Regions from separate parts of the Gossypium hirsutum genome. Here region 2 is linked to region 1. The links are chromatin contacts, called in public Hi-C maps. All regions are on one chromosome and are shown on one strand. Each heading gives the region's core, a stretch centred on a gene start, on an enhancer-like site or on the middle of the called end of the contact. The rest is flanking DNA. Distances are from core to core; before and after follow the strand shown.

Region 1 (6,625 bases), core at 1,594-4,093:
AGGGTTGGGATTACTTAATGAAACTCTTATTTTCTTTAATGACTGAAGCATAGATCTACTTTAATACACTATTTAATTCAATGGTTTTTTTATTAAATTGCATGTTTGCAAACTCTAGACATAGATGGATGTACGACATGTTCATTAAATTAATCTAATTCTGACAAGGTTAGGTTAATGAGAGTGAAATTGAATGATAGGAGCAAGTGTTCGACCAAATACTTGTAACAGCCTTTAGACATAGAGTAACGTTCATACGAAAAGAAAACAAAACAATGCAGGGTACCGTGCTGAAGGCCTATAGACATATAGCGCTTAAGGCTAGGTAACTTGAGGTCTTGTTCTCGAAAGAAGCAGACCATTTTAGAACTCTTCTGAGCAGTAGATTGAGTGTGGTTTTGCCGAGGTATTACTTCTAGCAAGGGCAGATTCTTAGTAATCCCAACCTTCTAAATCAATATAGTAGACCCTCTATCCTTTACCATAGTATCTTTGCCATGGCATTCTTAGTCGTTTAATTATTCGTTTGCATATTATTCACGTAACTTTTCTCGAAATTGCAATTGCATTCTTTCTCTTGTCTTATCATAGCATTTTCCAGTATTTATCAGTTACACATATTGCACACATCATTATTCCTTCAAATTACCACTGCACTCTTATTATTTTTGTCATAACATTAATCATACTCATTCTAATAACTTGACCAAATTATACCGTTCTAATCCCTGTGGAGACGATCTCACTTATCACTTTATTACTTGATTCGATGTATATACTTGCACAATCCGCATATCATTTCACACGCGACACTTAGCTATGGTCTTGCACAATATGATATCATGTTTACTATCCTAGCAGACTTCCGATTCTGAGAAATCAATAAACCTCTTTCAAGGTGTCACCTTGGAGGACCTATAAACCGTTTACACAATGTCTCTCTAAAGGACCAATTGATAACTGTCGTCACGGTATCGCTCTATAGAGTTAATAGATCGTTGTCACGGAATTGCTCTAGCAAGCTAGTAGAATCCTATAACAATCCACCCATTCCTCCAATACGTCAATTTTTCTTATCTTCAACTATCCCACCAATATACTTCCCTCTGTGCTCTGCATATGACATAATCATGCATTACAATGTAGATAATACTACCTTAAAGAGTACACCACACTTTATTACAGCCATATTCAGTCCTATCATACAGACGTACTTGCATATTTTCATGAATTCATACTACCTTAGACACGTATATCATGCTCACACACCAAAATCACATACCATCATAGGTTTCTAATGGAACTCAGAGTAGATGAAAACAAAGATTAATCAAGCATCACTCATCCTTAATCATCCAAGAATAGAGTACAAAAACTCACCTGAACTACTTCATCCTTGACATCTTTACTTTTCAAAATACCAGAGCCTCCATCATCTTGACATCTTAGCACGACAACCATATATAGGTTAAATCAGAGGTGTTAAAACCTTAAAACCCAAAACCCAGTTTACGACAACTTATTAGGAGTTCTTTACCCTCTCTTCCTCTAAACCACGAGTACTAGAAAAGATAAGAAGGCTTACCATTTCCTTAGATTTTCTACTCTCAGACTCCAAATCTCATGATCTCTGCTCCATGCAGCATTCTCATTAACTTATTCTTCTTCTTCTTCGAAAATATTGAAGAAGACAATGCAGATGAGAAGGAAATTGTAAACCTAATTGAGAGGAATTCCTTTAGCAAGAATATCCCCTCGCCTAAATATATAACTCCCTTCACACGATCTTCAAATTTCTATTAGCCATCCATCGACAATCATTGTGTCTCCCACTAAGGAACCTGTCAGTTGAATCTAACCAAACCAGAATTGATACTTAACTAATTGCTCAACAATCACAAAATTTCCAGAATTTCCAATAGATTCCACCAACTCACTATTTTTCTCAATTAACTCCCAATACTCATTTAAATTCAAGACCTCCAAGAAGTCCAAGTATGACATTCATGTTAAACCCGAGGCAAGAAGTGACTCACAAATAGGTTGCAAATCTAGTTGAATCCCTGCAATGATACGTCCAACCTAAAAGCTTGAAAATAGGAAAATAATAAACTAATTAAGTTCACTAGATCTGTCTAAAGGACATGCCATTGCATGCGGACATAATTTCCTTTAACATCGTGATGAGGACAAGTCAGTGAGTGGCATTGCGACCTGGAACCCCTGAAGTCACGACATCAACCTGATAATTTTGAAAATTTACAATTTGGTCCTAACTTGACCTTCAGTTAGTGAAAGAGCTTCAGTAAGCTTGTATAATACCTGAAAATGATGGAAAACCATTTATGATTGAATAATATTGTTAATAGCATATATAAAAGGGTAAATTGAATCGTAGTTGCTCCAGCAACGGATGTGGCATCCTATAGCTCAGACTCGAAGATTAGGTCGAGTATGGGGTGTTACATAATTAGATTTGTCCTTTTGTTAAAAAATCAAAACAATTTCGTAATTTTTAATTAAATATTTTAATTTAATCATATACCATAAGTAAGGGGGAAGCCAGCAAAATTTTTTGGGGTTGAAATTAAGTTGTATATTTTCACGATAGAAAAAAATACAATTTCACCATTTTAATAGCCTATATCTTATAATTTTTAAAAGACTAAATCAAACATTTATTGTTTTTAGGGAACCGAAGTGCAAATTTACCTTATAGTAATTTAAAATTTTATAAAAATATAAAAATTTTAAAAATGAAAATTTTCATTTTAAGGTGGGGCCACCCCTAGCTCTGTGATAGCTATGAGATTTTTTTTATCAAAATTTATTATTTATATGCTAATGCAATCATATCAACTTTGAAACCAAATTATTATCAACTCAATAATCATATTTGACATTAAGAAAATTTTAATAGAAAATACTAATGATGTTTTAATGATTAGAATTGTTAAATTGGAAAATGAAATATTTTTCTTTTAACATTTTAAGTAAAGAAACTAAATTTAGAAGAATGACAAAGTAGAGGGCCTGGATCAAATGTTGTCCAAAGAATGAAATATTGCAGCAAGTGAACCAAAAGCGAAGGAAAATATTGGTTGTACGGCGTCGTTTAGGGACTCGGATTTTGAAGAACACTGGTTTACAAATAGGATGAAAATCTGCTGAGAATCGAATCTCGAAAGAACAGCCTGAATAGTCGGTGAAGCAGAGAAGACAGAAATGGTGAGAGTAGCCACCTACTTTGGAATGTCATTAGGCGCCTTCGTTTTCTGGCAATCTATGGAAAAAGTCCACGTTTGGATCGCTCTCCACCAAGACGAGAAGGTTCTCGAAACCCCCTTTCCACATTTCAATTTCTTTTCTTGTTTTAAAAATCCGAACTATATGCCCATTGAAATGCTTTTCTTTTTCTTTTCAATTCTGAGACAAATTGTCACTTATTTTTTCATTTTCAGATCGATTAAAAGTTGAAACCCTAGATTCTATCCTTATTATTATTGTTTTTGGAATAATTGTTGTGTTTGCAGAAAGAGAGACTGAATAGTGAAGCGGAGATCAGGAGAATGAGGGAGGAGCTGCTTCATCAAGCCAAGCAGAATGAGCGTCTCGCGTAAATTCTGCGTTGTTGTCGTTGCTGTTTCTTTCTTCTTCTTTTTTCCCAACTATTTTAAGCCCGATTTGTTTTAATTAGACTCAAGTGGAACTGTGGTTGAAAACCATAATATTGCCTTTGATGATGAGCTGGATAACCCCATGACATGCCATGGACGAATTGTTGTTTCTTTCTGCTTCATAAATGCCATCACTACCTGTTTGAAATTGATGAATTTTTGTTTTTTTGTTTTGTGTTTATGTTATATGTCTGTATTTCTCATGTGCATTAGTCATGATAAAGGAAAATCAGGGATTTATAAATTCCATTATGTTGGTTATTGAACGCATTTCGTTAATCGTGTAGGATTTTGATTACAAATCTCTCTTGTGGAATAAGTGAGAACCAGACTTCTATCTTTTGTTTTTCAGATGGTGCCTTAATTTAATAAAGAGTGATGAGAGGGAGAGAAAAATACTAGTACATTTTGTGTATTGGATATATATCTTACTTGCTGACTGTGTTCCTTTTCATTTTTTCTTGAAGTAGTTGTCTCCAATAGATATACCATTGTTATGGGGATATGACCCTTTGAGGATCTCCAAATACATGAAAAAACTTCAAAAAGTATTGAAACACCCTGTCAGATACATACTGATATCCGACACTCATATCTAAGTCTGAGTAACATAGCTAGCTGATATTGATAATATGCACCACCTTCCTCTCTAACTTGATTTGTTAATTCTTTCCTAAAACTGGTCAGCTGTTTCTGCTGGTTAGCTGTTCGATTCTATTACAATCAAGCAACATTTGAATGCACTTGGAATATCCTTAAAGGAAACATTTCTTTATTTGATATTGGGTGCAGTATGTTTCATAAGGCTTAGCAACACCCTTAAGTTTAGCATGAAAAGTGTCATCTTTGATGTTATTTCTTATAGTCAAGCATCAGAGATCAGATCTTATTTGGAAACACATTTATAGTAGTATTACCATATCTATTTGTCATCAATGTATCAAGAACACCACCCGATGTTACTGTCATAACCTCTGTTTGACATGTGGTTATTACCATCAACTCCTTTGCCAAACTAATTTTCTTCATTGTGAATGATTGATGGGTTACTACCCTGTTTAGACATGATAAGATGTCTTTGATCTCTATCCATATATTGTAAGCATCTCAAAAAAACTCTACTCATTCAACTTCATTGCTAACTTTTAAGCTTGCCTTTTGATCTTAGCCATTTACCTCTTTTTCCCGTCATGATATCTGCTTTACAAAGCTAACTTTCCCCATGATGAGAAGTGAGATTGCTAAGGATATTTAGTTTAACTGGACCCAGTTTTATGCCAGTGATGATGAATACATGGTCTGAGCATGCCATGCTGGTGCAGAATCTGCTAAAAACTTGCTAGTTTGATTTTTGTTTATGCAATTCATACCGACTAGCAGAGCAAACTGCTGTTAGTTGTTTTGCACTTCATCCTATACTTTCCATGTATTTTTTCCATTTCAGGCGTGTTTTAGCCATTGATCTCTATTCGTAAGTTATAGCAATGAAAAACACTTGAATTGGTGTTATCCCGTATGAATGGTTGAATATTCCTGACTGATCTTTCTCCCCCCCCCCCTTTCCCTCCGCGCCCCAAAAGTGTATATGCTTATTTTGCTACTGGTGTTCGGATCAAATGATATGAGATGAGGAGTGACAACTAGTAAGCTTTTAAATGTATGTTCTTTCTGATGAAAAGCAAAAAGATGTGTTACACATTTCATGCATAATAGCAGTTTTTTCCTGCCTTTCGCTGCTGTCCAAATGTTACATATGAGTATCACGCGTATATGCAACTTTTACAAATTTGAGATCTTAGGAAGAAAATATATGGTAGTTTTAACCCCTGTTTTGTCCAGGACTTTGCAAGAAATCATGCCCTGTATCGCCTGACAACTTCCAAGTACATAATCAATTTGTCTGCTACAAACAAGTTAAACAAGGGCAGAGTGGGTTACCATGTCGATTGTTGGTATTTACGTACTAACAGTAACAAAATCGCCTATGAAAATAGGTGCAAAGTTGTGTTCTTTAAAAGTGTGCACCCTTTTGCCTTAATTTCTGGTTAAAAGTTGTAAAGTTCAAAGGCCAATGCCCTATCTTTCTCACCATAAAAGGGGATGCCTGCAGTGCTAGACAATCAAGGAATTAAAGAAGTCCTGGGATATGGATGTATGGAAGTTAATCTTGGTTGTGTTTAGGTTGGCAATGGCTTTTAAGCTGGCCAAGAGTTTGAATTACCGTGAGAGTATTTAGCCTCTGAAGAGAGTCTTTGGGATTTGTACGAGAGATGGAGGAGCCACCATACGATCTCACTTGACCTGACAGAGAAGCAAAAGCGTTTCAATGTGTTCCAAGGAGAATCTGAAACATATCCACAACGTGAACCAAATGGAAAAGCCTTACAAGTTCGAACCTGAACAAATTTGCAGATATGACAAACCATGAGTTCATGAGTACAAGGAGCTCCAAGATCAGCCGTTACCTGATGTTACATGGTCCAAGACGGATGACTGGTTTCCGGCTTGACAAAGTTGACAGCATTCCTCATTCCATTGATTGGAGAAAGAAAGGAGCGGTTACTGGCATCAGGGACAGTTTTTTTTGGATCCAACAGTCAATTTACAAATAAACTTAACTATAATAATTATCAAGATATCGTGCAGTTCGTCACAAATGACATGTTCCTGTGAAGTAACTCGAGGTTATTGATGTCACAGGTAGCTGCTGTGCATTTTCAACTGTAGTTGCAGTAGAAGGTATAAACAAAATGAAAACAGGGGAGCTTGTGACTTTATCTGAACAAAAGCTAGTTGATTGTGGTTAGGAGAACTAAGGTAGTGATGGAGGATTGATGGAACCAGCATTTGAGCTCATCAAGCAAAGTGATGGACTAACTACTGAGAATAACTACCCTTACAAGGCCAAAGACGAGTCGTGTGACTCATCCAGGGTAACAAAAGAAACT
Region 2 (6,675 bases), core at 1,825-4,324, 170 kb after region 1:
CTCCGGTAATACTCCGTAACCTTGTTCCGGTGACGGATACAGGTTAGGGGTGTTACAATATATCTATATACTAACTCCATAATATCTCTATTTAATATTTACAGACTTAGTTTACAAAAACAAGGTTCTGAAATTGCATTTTTTGACACCACTAGAATCTAGATCGTTATAATATGCCATTACAAAAATAACTTAGATTTATGCTTTGTCCAATGACCTTGTCATTAGTGTGTTACTCTCATAGGATATCCTTAATCTTTTTGGGTTAAAATCATTCTCTCAATATGATCTTATTTTATCTTGTGGTAAGCACTGCATCTTCCACAATGAAAAATATTATCACTACAAATAGTAATAACAATAATTCATCCATGTTGATTGTCCCATGACCACATTCTTTTTTATAACCCATGTAATGTCAATGAGAGGATACTATTTACTCTTTAATTGAGTATGAATTTCACTATTGTAAAAGAAGTCATGTCATCCATAAGTCATATACCCAGCATACTAACTTTAGGCTTTGATAACAATTGAGCATAGGTTTTCAATATATCAAAGTATATGATTTACATACACATAGTCAGTCATTTACTCATGATTAACTCCACTATAAATATCACAAGTGAATAAATCCATAAATAAATCTAGGATAAATTTAACTTGGATCATTTTCAATGCATTGTCAATCTAGAGAATCACTCCTATGTCTCTATTTTTCTAGAAGTCATTCGTTCTGGAACCCAAGATAATGTATCTTCTTAATTGGACTTAATAGACAATATAATAGTCCTTTGAATTAAATGCTCATTTTGAGTCATTATACTATGAGCATTTTAGATTACCTACTAATATAAGTTGTCTTTCCACATCAAAATTTACCCTTATGATGTAACTTAGTATTAGTTAAATATTAGTAATTAATGAGCCAATATTTGCTCTGTTCATTTTGTTTTTTGTGCAAAAACCATTAATGATAATTATATAAAAATAATAATTTAATTATAGAATTATATATAACCCAATTTATTCGAAAATTTACAAGCATAATAATAATACTTCCCTAAGGGCATAAAATCTCAACCCAGGTAGGTCAAATTTGACTCGAGAAACCCATGATTGGTTCAGGTAGCCCAACCAACAGTCAGTCTCCAACTTGAGAAACCTTAAACTCCTAATTATCTTAATTAAAATCTAAATTATCATCTAAATTATTAAGTATTTTAAATAAATTAAAACCCTAATTCTCCTAATTTAATTTAAACTCCTAATTATCTTAATTAAAATCTAAATTATTATTTAACCTATTAATTAAAGTCATAAATTAAACTCTAATTACCTAATTCAATTTAAACTCCTATTTATCTCAATTAAAATTTATATTATTATCTAACCTATTAATTTAATTTCTCAATCATATACATTACCTAAAAAAGTGTAATTTTCTTATGTGACATATTTATATTTGTGACAAGTAGTCCCCAATTAATGAGTCAAATCCCTTTATTTCGGTAATTAAGCTTGCATAATATATACAATAATTTAAATTTTAATAAGGGTTTCATTATTAATAAATGAAATGAAATAAACAAGTAAAACCTTTTTAACATGCATATAGCAAATAGTTTAAAATTAATAATAAATGTAATGAAATAAATTATACACCATTGCAAATAAACAATATGTAAGACTAAATATTAAAAAAAAGGAAATAATAAAGTTTTTATTCTTTAAATTATTAAAATTTGCATTAGAAATTTAAGCAATTAGGAGATTAAGCTATAGTTTAGGAATGAAGATAAAAATTATTGTTCCTTTGGAATCAATATTAAATACTTTATAAAATTTGAATTATAGCTCGTTGGTGAATGACATTAATCCAAATAAACTTTTAAATAACAATAATATAAAAATATTTATAAAATATTAATTTATATATATTTAAAGTTTAATACTCTACAAATTTTTTACAAAACTTGAAAATATGAAATAATTAAAAATTATTATTTAATAAGTGACATATATGTAATAAAGTATGTTACAAACAAACAAATTTAAAATTTTTAATAATAATGTTAAAAAATTAAACTATTTGCAATCAAAAATAAAAATGTAATTTTTATTTCTTAAAAATATTAGTTACCAATTATTATTTTTAATTTCAAATTTATACCATGTATAAATTTATTCTATATAAAAATATATTTTTTATATTAATTAATCGCAGGGGAAACTAACTATCTTAACTAAATTAAAGATCTAGTTATACTAATATAATTTAAGCTAATTATATTAATCTAAAAAATAAAATAAATCTAACCTCACATTATTTTTTTTTTTGGCATTTTTTAGTTTTAGCTTTGGGTTTTTTTCCCCTTTACTTGGACATCAGACTTAGTATTTTTTTATAACCTATAGAAAAGAAAATTAAATAAACTAAAATTTAATATTTTCAGTGATTTAAATTTTTAAGTATGTTTGCTATTTTATTTAATTTCTTTTAGTATTATTATTTAAATACTTTATTTTTAAAAATTTAAATTTAAATTCATTAAACTCATAATCATATTCTATACTTAATTTTAAGAAATATATCAAATATATTTTATAATTTAAATTCAATACTTAAATTTTTAATGTTTAATTAATTTTTTTAAATTTATCTAACATCTCCAATTTGCTCTCTAAATTCTTAAAAAGGATTAATTGATAATTGGGTCCTTCATTGATTATTGAACATTCAATTTAATCCCTATAACTAAACAAAAATGCAAATTATTCTCAATATTATCTGCGTATTTGATAAAAGATTAAATTATTTAATTTGATTTAAAAAACCTTCTATTAATATAAATTTATTAAAGCAAGAATTTTCTTAATCAATCATACTTTCATAATATATTTTAATTTCTTTACTACTTTCCTCAATTTAAATATTAATGTTAACCCGTGTTTTATAATAATATATAAATATTATAATTAGACTTGCGGGAAATGTGAGATAACCCGATGTGACAAATTAGAGCTAAGCCCAACCAAAGAAAGCCCAAATTAAATTTCTAAAAAGATAGTTAGGGGTTTTCAAAATACGGAAAAGCCGAAAAGCAAGCCTACATTTTGCTCTCTTTCTCACCCTAAACTCTTCAAAGAAGCAGCAGCAACTAAAGCTTTGAGGAAATGGCGTTGGCTTTCGATGAGTACGGGAGACCCTTCATTATACTCAAAGAGCAAGACCAGAAAACCAGGCTGAGAGGGATCGATGCCCAAAAAGCCAACATTTCCGCTGGCAAAGCCGTTGCCCGGATCCTCCGAACCTCTCTCGGACCCAAGGGCATGGATAAGATTCTCCAAAGCCCCGATGGCGATGTTACCATCAGTTAACTCCTTTCCACCTCTTTCTTTATTTTTTCCCCCCGCTAAATTTATGCTTGATCATTAGGCTTCTCGTTACTCGATTAGGTCTTAAAACGATTTTTCGGTTATGGATCTGTTTGAGTTTGAGCTTCCAAATGAGACGTTAGTTAAAGTAAGCTACTTGAGAAGAGGAATGTATGCTTTATTGGTAATTTTAAGCGCTTGTAGTTACTTTATTGAACTTAGTTTTTGAACTGGATGCTTTGGTATAGATAACACTTTGCTAACATAAAGTTATAAGCTTAATGTTTCCGGTGAGATTTTCGTGAACTTTATATTTCTGGGGTAAATGTGTAAAGTTAAGTATTTCATATTTATTGGTGAAGTCCTATGCTATATCCTGTTCAAAGTTCCCTGATGTGTTTTTTTTTTCTTTTTCATGGATGTTTTTCAGCAAATGACGGGGCAACAATATTGGAGCAGATGGATGTTGACAACCAAATTGCTAAGTTGATGGTTGAACTATCTCGGAGTCAGGATTACGAAATTGGTGATGGAACAACTGGTGTTGTTGTCATGGCTGGAGCACTTCTAGAGCAGGCAGAGCGGTTATTAGAACGTGGGATTCATCCCATACGAATTGCAGAGGGGTATGAAATGGCTTCAAGAATCGCCGTTGAGCATTTGGAGCACATATCTCAGAAGTTTGATTTTGGAGCATCAAATATAGAGCCTTTGGTTCAAACATGCATGACCACTTTGTCCTCAAAAATGTAAATTTCCTAGCTCTTTTTCCTGTCCATTTCTTTACTCTACATTTTCTGTTGCCCTTAGCAATGGTTGGATTGCCATAATGCATGATCATGTCTAATTTGTTTCAAGATGGTGCTTTTCTGTCTGAAGGTTAATTAATATGTATATGCTATTATCCTATCCTATATTTTTTCTATTTGCAATATCCTGTCTCCCCCACTAGGATTTGCCAGATCAGATTACATAATTATGGATGCATTGTGTTGTTAGTATGATGTTAAATGTAATCGATTTGTTTAGCTTTTCTTCTTGTATTGTAGTCTGCAATTGAATAAAGATTTTTCTTAAGATAATACTTTGTTCAGTACAAGGTGCCATTAATATTCTCTTTAGCAAATTATGTCATGGAACTGTTAAACAGATGCCAGGTGGTAGCATCGTTTTGTATGGCAAGAACACCGTGTCTAATGTTTGTTTAACACCTTACCTTGCTAGGATATTGGTTAATCTTGATCAGTAATCATTTGGGCTTACTCATCCTCAAATAAAATCTGTGTTGATTTATTGTGTTTGCAAATCAGAAATGTTCAGGGTTGTTTTGGTTGTGGTAGGGTATTTGTGAAGGACCATTGAACCAACTGAATTATGTGGCACTTCATTCAATTAAATTAGCTCTTTCTGCCATCTAGCAGTTCATAAACTTGGTAGTATTGAGAAGAGGATTTGTTATTTTGCAGTGTGAACCGATGCAAGCGCCATTTGGCTGAGATTTCTGTTAAAGCAGTTCTTTCTGTTGCTGATCTAGAGAGGAAAGATGTCAATTTAGATATGATTAAGGTTGAGGGGAAAGTTGGGGGAAAATTGGAGGATACTGAGCTAATATATGGAATCACTGTTGATAAGGACATGAGTCATCCACAGATGCCAAAGCAAATTGAAGATGCTAAAATTGCCATATTAACTTGCCCATTTGAGCCCCCTAAGCCAAAGACCAAACATAAGGTAGACATTGATACGGTGGAGAAGTTTCAAACTTTGCGTCTGCAAGAGCAAAAGTATTTTGATGACATGGTTCAGAAGTGCAAGGTATGGCTGCTGACTTATGTTCTGTGGAGTGTCTTTCTCAATTTAGGTTTATCTTTCATCTTTCACATTCTTTCTTTCTTTAGATTATTCTCTTTGGGGAGATGGGGAAGCGGGTGTCTTATTGTTGCAATTCTGAGGTAGAGAACTTGTTCTGATAGTAATGTTGTTGCAGGATGTTGGTGCCACCTTGGTTATCTGTCAATGGGGGTTTGATGATGAGGCAAATCATTTATTAATGCACCGGAACTTGCCTGCTGTCAGATGGGTTGGTGGTGTGGAGTTGGAGCTCATAGCAATAGCTACGGGTTTGTTTTGATTATGGCTTATTTTCATTTAAGGACATGTCAGCCGAATTCTTGATAGATAAAGATTTAGCGGCTGATGTAGTGTGCAATTGTATCAGCGATCTAATTATATTTATCTTCATAGGTGGAAGGATTGTACCAAGGTTCCAGGAGTTGACCCCAGAAAAGTTGGGAAGGGTATGATTTGCTCCATTGTTTTGTATATCACATTGCTTAGAAATATGTGCTGGATAAATTCCTCTCTAGTAAGATGTTTTTTATGCATTAGATAGAGGACAACTGCTGAAGCTAAAGTGAGATGATTTAACAATTGATGACTTTTAGTTTAAGTAAGAACTAAAGAATTGCTAATTTGGACTAGCAATATATGTTTGCTGAAGTATTTACATTTTAAAATCTCAGCTTAATTCCCAGGCTTTGTATCTAGATCTTATAGGAAACACTTATATGTTATTTTATTTTTTTAGGCTGGTTTGGTGAGAGAGAAGTCTTTTGGCACCACAAAAGATAAAATGTTGTACATTGAACATTGTGCAAATTCCAGGGCTGTAACCATATTTATTCGTGGAGGTAGATTCTCTCTCTCCCCTTCTATTTGGTTTTTGTTCTATTGATAATAACAAGTCATCTTTGTTCAGTCAAAATTTGATTTTGTATTTTGGTTAGGTTTAAGCCTACATGCTTGGTGAATTAAGTGAATTAGTCCTGTTTTTAATTTCCCATTCCTAAATAGTTTATAAAATATGCCACCCAGTCTCTCAATGGTAATGACTCGGTGGTTTATTCTTGGAGATAGTATCTAGTACCAAAATATTTTCTTGGACAGTTTTAGTGTATGGCCTTTTTTACTGATGAACTTAAAACCAAATAAACAAATAGGAACATGACCTGGTTGAAGAGTAATGTAAGAATAAAACTTACATGACATTTTGACACACCAAGAGATTTCTTGCTTCCTTTTTCTTGGTAATCCAATTTATCTGCTGCTCTTTGGACATCATTATTCCTGGTCAATGTAACTGGCTGACCATTTACATGTGTTTATTATAACATAGAGTTGCTCTCAACTTTATAATGCTGTAGAGTCTAAATTAAAGGGTAGAATATTCCAGGGTGTAATGCAAGCTGAATTGAGATGGATCAGTCGTATATATCTCATAAAAGCTTTCCTTTGTGG

Evidence for each region. Hi-C and Micro-C count contacts between places; a contact is called where the count stands out from the background.
Region 2: a contact with region 1 is called in a Hi-C map of leaf, with 5 times the contacts expected there. The contact joins the promoter of LOC107922229 here to the promoter of LOC107920928 in region 1. A contact is called at or near these places in 3 of 34 Hi-C or Micro-C datasets (anther, callus and leaf).

Annotation. Positions count from the first base shown.
Region 1 is chrD01:52,616,267-52,622,891 of Gossypium_hirsutum_v2.1, forward strand. LOC107920928 reads left to right here and starts at 2,844. Exons shown (of 2, transcript XM_016850763.2): 1 at 2,844-3,330; 2 at 3,534-3,829. The coding sequence starts at 3,226. The coding sequence ends at 3,620.
Region 2 is chrD01:52,788,138-52,794,812 of Gossypium_hirsutum_v2.1, forward strand. LOC107922229 (T-complex protein 1 subunit epsilon) reads left to right here and starts at 3,075. Exons shown (of 9, transcript XM_016852145.2): 1 at 3,075-3,376; 2 at 3,809-4,127; 3 at 4,845-5,193; 4 at 5,366-5,498; 5 at 5,623-5,675; 6 at 5,966-6,068. The coding sequence starts at 3,178.